Regions from separate parts of the Bombyx mori genome. Here region 2 is linked to region 1. Evidence: chromatin contacts called from public Hi-C data. All regions are on one chromosome and are shown on one strand. Each heading gives the region's core, a stretch centred on a gene start, on an enhancer-like site or on the middle of the called end of the contact. The rest is flanking DNA. Distances are from core to core; before and after follow the strand shown.

What was found. A called contact is a pair of places that touch in the nucleus more often than the background predicts.
Region 2: a contact with region 1 is called in a Hi-C map of middle silk gland, with 1.8 times the contacts expected there. The contact joins the promoter of LOC134200604 here to the enhancer-like site in region 1.

Annotation. Positions count from the first base shown.
Region 1 is chr18:7,771,648-7,775,372 of ASM3026992v2, forward strand. LOC101746298 reads right to left here. Exons shown (of 12, transcript XM_012692077.4): 5 at 568-674. Among protein-coding and RNA genes, the nearest start is that of LOC101736850, 16 kb to the left of the region's middle. Within about 2 kb of position 2,139, at least 7 of the 8 cell types and tissues checked have open chromatin away from gene starts, as enhancers often do.
Region 2 is chr18:8,117,100-8,120,824 of ASM3026992v2, forward strand. LOC134200604 reads right to left here and starts at 1,766. Exons shown (of 5, transcript XM_062673785.1): 1 at 1,760-1,766; 2 at 1,591-1,716; 3 at 783-990; 4 at 1-107. The coding sequence starts at 1,766.

The DNA of each region.
Region 1 (3,725 bases), core at 889-3,388:
ATTACTTTTGTGGGCCGCGGCTTCGATTCACGGTCAGTGTCAGTATCTCTAAAACTAAGACATTTTTTATTCAACTTCACGGTTATAGCCATAGCATAAGAGATCATCCTAATCTGGGGTTTTTGAATTTTGAATAGTTTAGCTGTAGCTTTAGCCCTCTGAGTTTCTCGCCGGATCTTCTCAGAGGGTCGCGTTTCCGATCCGGTGGTAGATTCTGCGAAGCACTGCTCTTTCTAGGGCCAGTATTAGCAACTTTCCGGTTTGAGCCCCGTGAGCTCATCTACACGTTAGAGTGAATCCGAAATAGCCTCTCAAGGCTATCAGCATAGGTAGAAGAAAAAAAAAGTTGCTTTAATTTTGGACCTTCGGGTGTGCGTAAAAAGATCCAAAATAATTTCCCATTATCAAAACGTTATGTATTTAATGAATGATGCAAGTATCTATCGTCTTTAATTAAGTCAGAATGTGTCTGCAAAGCAAGCCCTCATTCTGGTTTAGCTATTCGATTTTCACAATCGATATGGAGATTAAACCTTTTAGATTAGTTGAGTTAAACATTATAATTACCGATGGATGCGGCGCGTGATAATGTGGTGGTGGGTGGTATCTTGCGAGTGCCCGCTCTGCGTCTGCACTCGTCTCCTTGATAAGGGGACCGGCCGGCTGGTAGTATCCTGTAACAATAAACAAGGAAACAATTAAAACAAATGAAAAAGCGATCAAGATGTTAGGTCTCTCATATTATTAAAACGTTGATTGCGGGACCATTTTTTAAACTTAGACAGTGCGTATGAGGTCTTTTCGAGATAAAATTGGACTTCTTTACAGTGCGCATGAGACCTGATTAGCCTTTTTTTTATTGCTTAGATGGGTGGAAGAGTTCACAGCTCACCCGATGTTAAGTGGTTATTGGAGCCCATAGACATCTATGACGTAAATGCGCCACCCACCATGAGATATAAGTTCTAAGGTCTCAAATATAGTTACAACGACTGCTCCACCCTTCAAACCGAAACGCATTACTGCTTCACGGCAGAAATAGGCAGGGTGGTGGTATCTACCCGTGCGGACTCACAAGAGGTCCTACGACAAGATCCCAAAAGACCGTTTTTTAATATGGCCCATGCCCATAGAAATCTGGGCTTAGTCGCTTCCCGTATCGAGCGAAAGAACACGGGTATTGTCGGTCGCATTACACGACAGTCGCATTTTAAATCGCAAAACGCAATTAACGTGTTAATAACAAGCAAATTAAATGAGATTTATTTTGGTATCCATTTATCCAATGTGCTCTTACTATTTCGCCAATTGCGTATAAATATAATTTAGTAATTTTATTCACACATTCACCCTTCACTATTAACAAGTCGGCTCTCCCCTTCTTTTTATTAAAATTCAAAATTATTACGTATATCACTCTTTACGCCTGAATGAGCTTTTTGTAAGCCACTTATTTTCATTAGAATTATATAGCTATGGATGTGGTCGCCCATGGTTTTCCTACTGTCGATTGAATTTTACTTTTAGATCAACCGACACAAAATAAAACACGGCTTTTTGGCCATCTCGATCAGTGACCACATCCGATTGTTTCTGTCGAATTACATTTAAGTATGAACAGTGCTTGAATTTGGTCGGCGTTGTCGATTACAAACAAGTTTGTTAGTAGATCATTTTAAATTTCTAGTTTATCTGTATTAGAAACAAAATTAGTGTTGCGAGTTTTGAACATGAAATTGAAATCTATTCAGTTTGTGGGTTCTGCTTATTTCTGCCGCGGTCCAGTTTGAATCAACTTAGTCATCTATTAAAAATGAGCCTACGGTTTTCAAGGTGAGTTGCAATGTCTTAGTTATGTCGTCACAGGGCTACCGTCCAACCGACAAGTGTAATGCAAATATTTCAAAATGTAATGGGGTTTATTTCATAATATAATCGGTTAACTGTTGAATGTAAATATAATTAAACTAAATAATTTCAAAAATCAAGAATCTCATATACGTTACGGAATAATAAAAATAAAATTGAACCTCATTGTTATTCGCTAACGCGATAAACGAACGCAAAGTGAGCAATGAGACATAAATAAAATCTTCGCCGCTTAGTTCGGTCGTGTACCGCGGGGCGCTAGTGAGGCGTTGCGCGCGTAAACATCCGAGAGGCGGTCCTAACTTGTAGTCGGATTATCTAGGCTGTCACTTAACGATGCCATTAAGTATTGCTTTATTAGTTACGTTATTTTTTTGCGGTCGCAAGAATTTATATGACATTTAAAAGTCGTGTATGTACCAACTTATTAAATAAAATTAAAGTAGATTCATTGTAAACAGAATATTTTGAAAAAATTGCATCTTTGTTTTTTGGTACTTATTTTTTTTACCATACAGATACTTCACCGATACGTCGTTGTCAAACCAATAGATTGTATGTGTACCTTTCACAGATTAACAATTTGACAATTACGATTAGTTCACTAATCAGATTAGCGAGCGGTTTTTATTCGATATTTCAGTTTTCAGATATAATAATACTAAGTAGGTGTACTTATCAGATTACGCTTTTCTTTTGTTTAGTTTTGGGACATTAAATAATAATGATTTCTGAAAATAGCCTTTTTAAAATTGATATTAGTTATTTCGATATGACAAAAATATTTATTATATAACATATTATTAGTGCGATATTTAAAAAAAACGTCAATTATCGTACAATGATAAGCTTAAGATCTCGAAATGAAGTCCAAGATTAAATACTGGATTAAATCAAACTCATTTACTGGCATGTATTAGCACTGTTTAAAATAGACTTAAATGATTAATACCATTAACGGAATTATCTAGAATCTTCATAAAAATAATACAAGGCAATAAAACGTCGGGCCCTTCATTAATTCATTCCGATCACAATCACGCCTGTAATAAGGCAGATATAAAAACAAACATGCGATATTAAAGAGCGGGATGGACTTATACGCATTCCAAGAAGAAGAAAGAGGAGAGCAATATCCACAGGATATAGGGCAGGTGTCTCCGTAAAGGGAAAAAGGTTTTTGCGGAGCACAAAATAAGAATTATAGAAGATTAAGTTATGGATATGTGAGAAACATGCGTTTGAAATGGAGATAAACATTTTAAACTACGGCATCTGATTATATAGGTATTATTGTTTCAAGTTTCTACATGAGAATTATTATTGCATTCTTTAATGATTTTTTATTAACGTAAAAGGTTATACAAGTAAAGTATTTTTGCTGTACATTGAATTACATAAATTAAGGTTTTATTATATGAAAGCGATTTCGATCCGGTGGTAGATTCAGGGAAGCACTGCTCTTGCTAGGGCCAGTGTTAAAAAGTGCTCTCAGGTCCGCCGCGCGTAATTAGAATATATAATTAGGCTGCCAACGATTAGGTAGGAAAATAATAATTATATCTTATCTTCTTAGCATCGTACAGGTGTAACAGCATTATTTGGAAGCATGTTAACAATTATGATATTATTTTTGATAAAAAATATACATAATATTTAAAGATTACTTACTTAAAGATTAGGTACTACCACCCTGCCTATTTCTGCCGTGAAGCAGTAATGCGTTTCGGTTTGAAGGGTGGGGCAACCGTTGTAACTATACTTGAGACCTTAGAACTTATATCTCAAGGTGGGTGGCGCATTTACGTTTTAGATGTCTATGGGCTCCAGTAACCACTTAACACCAGGTGGGCCGT
Region 2 (3,725 bases), core at 516-3,015, 350 kb after region 1:
TCGCGAACCGCTTGTACAGACATCGGTTGTCACCTGGTCGTCTGCCTAATATGATTCCACGTAATGTATTCTGTATCGTGAGAAACTCCATAGCCGGTATTGGTTTACTGGAAGTGTCAGTTATGTTGATTGAGTTATTACTTCCACTCATTTCAAACATGCTACACAACCAGTTTACATAACCCATTGCGCTAGGTGGGCGTTTGCTGGAACCACCCATTTTGACCAATGAGGTGGAAATCTCAATTGTACAGTATTAAAATTGTCCCACTTTTGAAAACGGAACGCATGACTGCATCACGATAGAAATATGCAGGATGTTAGTAACTATCTGTGCAGGTTTTCAATACGCCCCACCACCAGTAAATTCTGGCTGGTGATCCCAGTGCCTTGGTATAATACTCGGAGAGCACTGCTGCCCATTCTCCAAAATGTCTTAGTCACTTTTTACGGCATCCATAACTACGGGCTCCATAAAAATCGTATGTGCAATTTCAAAATTATATAAAGAAAAGAGGTTGAGTTAAATTATTGCAATTACATCTGAATATTTTCCAAAAATATGTGTATGGATCGACGTAGTTATTATTGCAATGTATTAGCGTCAGTTATTGACCAATCATGGGAGTGACGAGCGCCAAGTCCGTATTCTGTTTTTTTTAATTTCATATGTTCCGGTATTGAAGGATAACTGTTATTCCAGTCAAAATATCACCTCGTGCCATTATGATGATCTCTGATAATCGCCAGACGGTTTGAGCTATAAGTAAAAACCAACTAACCGATTTTGAGTTGACTGTGCAGGTTCATTCAACTTTTTCCAATTCGGCAAAATAGATTCCAATCTCGACGGCATCTGAACTAGTTTGACTTTTGGCATCGTTGACTTAATCGCAACAGCTACCTTATCCAGAGTTCGCAAGTCGAGTGACAAACAAACGAATAGATGTCCATACTCTAGTTGGTCTTCCGGGAATACTGACCTGACCTCTGGTTATTGAAATTAAATTATTTGAATTGCTATTCAACTAGACAAATGGTAGGTTCGAATCGATGTTGGAGTTATTACAATTTAAAAACGCCCGGAAAGAAATACTTGAATGAAATATTTTTAATACGCTGATTGCTTTTCAGCTCATCGGACTACTAACACTTTAATTAAAAAAATTAGGGCAGAACATCTCTAGGGTAAACCAACACGTCTGGTTGCAGTGTTGACCGCGGTAACCCGTCCTTCCTCTCCCAAGTTCTGTCACGGGCGGTGATCAAGTTTTTTGGACGAGAATGCAGGGGAGTCGTTTAGTGGGTGACCTCTAACATATTTTGGTAATATCATATAAGCCGCGAGCCCCCTTGACGTAGAGACCTCGCAGGTTCGGACTCCGCTACAAAAAAGGGCAGGCTAACACATTGTTGTAATTTTAGCGATTAGCATTAAGAGTAATATTAGCCACCTTTGCCTGAAGGTAGGTTGTGGCTAAGATTAGTCTTAATGCATTGTTACAGCGTCTGTCACTATAACGGTTCCCTATCCTCCTCTCTGAGTCGCATTCGTCATGTCTGAGGGTCGTGACCATTTCCACCCATTACCCTTCTCTGGATAATGTTTCGCCATCTTCCTCTGTTCTCGGTAGTGTGTATGGCATCGTAGTTTGTGGTATCCAGAGTGGTACAGATTTGGTCGGACCAGCGCAATCTGGTTTCCTTTAAGAGTTACTAAAAAACAACTTTAATGTAATGGTTGTAACTTTTAACTTACTTTGCATGTTAGGAAAGTCGGGTAACGTGTGCACTAATAATACCCCTCCCAACTCATCGGCCATCAAAATACCTCGACTTGACGAGCCCTGGGATTGTTCGCCTCCTACGTGCTCCTGGTAGACTAAGGTTGCTAAATATTCTGTGTAGGTTGGCTAGAATCGATCGATTAAGTTATATCATGTAAAAGTTTTTCATATCTCCCTCAAACAAGTATTCAAGTTCAAGTCAGCAGGTTTTCTTTACTTGTTATTTGCTTATTTTGTTTTGATTACTTTATTGTTATCTTGCTTATTCGTATAAAGCAGCCCATGATGAAACTTAGCTTTTCATTGTCAAGAGAATGCAGGCGAGTTTTTTCATCGTTACGGACATCAACAAAATTAGGGGCACTGGCAAGCCGCTACCCACCGCTGACTCTTATCAAACTCTTACTATTTGGGCCTTATCATTTGAGGAAGAGCGTGTTTTAGCGCTCGGGAAACACTGTATAGATACTTACTTACTCATTCTAAACTTACTCGAAACAGCGGCGACAATGTAAGCTGGAGCATAGAATCAGAAGTGATAAATACATTAGAAGGCTGCCATCTTCCGTCCGTCTCTGACGTGATGTAACTGAAGTTACGGCCCGAGTAATAGCCCGGTATGACGTCACTTGGGGGTTTATAAACAAACCACCTAAATGTGCATCTTTTATATGTAATTGGAACATAATTCAAATTTCTTCGATTGAATGTCAACCTGCCTAATTTTTTTTTGTTTAGTAGAAACCTTAATAAGAGGCTATAGCTTAAAGATCTTTGGAACGACTATAAATATTGGTTCTGTACTTTAAACTGTGTAGATGAAACATGGAAATATGAGGAGTTCCCTTGCATTTCTTTTATTGGTGGTAGGACCTCTTGTGAGTCCAGGTAGGTACCACCACCCGGCCTATTTCTGCCGTGAAGCAGTAATGCGTTTCGGTTTGATGGGTGGAGCAGCCGTTGTAACTATACTTGAGACTTTAGAACTTATATCTCAAGGTGAGCGGCGCATTTACGTTATAGATGTCTATGGGCTCCAGTAACCACTTTACACCAGGGGGGCTGTGAGCTCGTCCACCCATCAAAGCAATAAAAAAAAACTCCTCATCTCTTTTCACACCACTCGCAATCGAATTAGTTAACCATCGACGTCTGCGTTCACTCACATTGCATTTACAACCTTTTCTCATATTACATAGGATTGTAAGATGCAAAAATGAATTTTACCCTGGAATTAGGACTATCCTACTTTTCCAGCAGAATCAGCTTTTTCGAAATAGGCAAGTTACGTCTATGCGCCCACAGTACGTCCGAAATACAACCTGCTATGGAATGATGATTGCGGGACTAATATGTGTGAGCTCAGAAAAGACCACTAGAGCTTTAAATAGAACATTCCCTGGCTTTTTGACTTGATCAATTTAAAGCAGTACCGGGGAACTTTTTTAATTATTACCCCAAAATATTTATGTGTATGTTGATATTAATTACCCCATGGCGAAGAACAAAAAAAAACGAAATCGCTTCTTTTTAGCATCTTTCATATTAAAGCCCGCATGATAATTTTGAAAAGAAAACAATAACTAAAAATTTAACGATTCTAAAGAAGTTTCACTTCAATATATACTTTTTAATCACAAAAGTTTCATTTTTACCCCCCAAAATTTCATTTTAACCCATTTGGGGTAATTTACCCTGGTTCCCCGACCGCTGATTTAAAGTTACAAAAAACCTAACCTAAGTTTTTCTGAAATAATATAACAAAAATATTTACCATTCCACCGGCTTGTTATCGTTGTCCCTACAATGCAAGTTAATATAGTTCCAACCTTGTATTTCAACGCAATAACTCCAGTATTGGTCAAGTATAAATAACAATACATACATCAGCTGAAACATTTCGTAATTTTATCAAACTATAAACTTGCTGCCTACTGA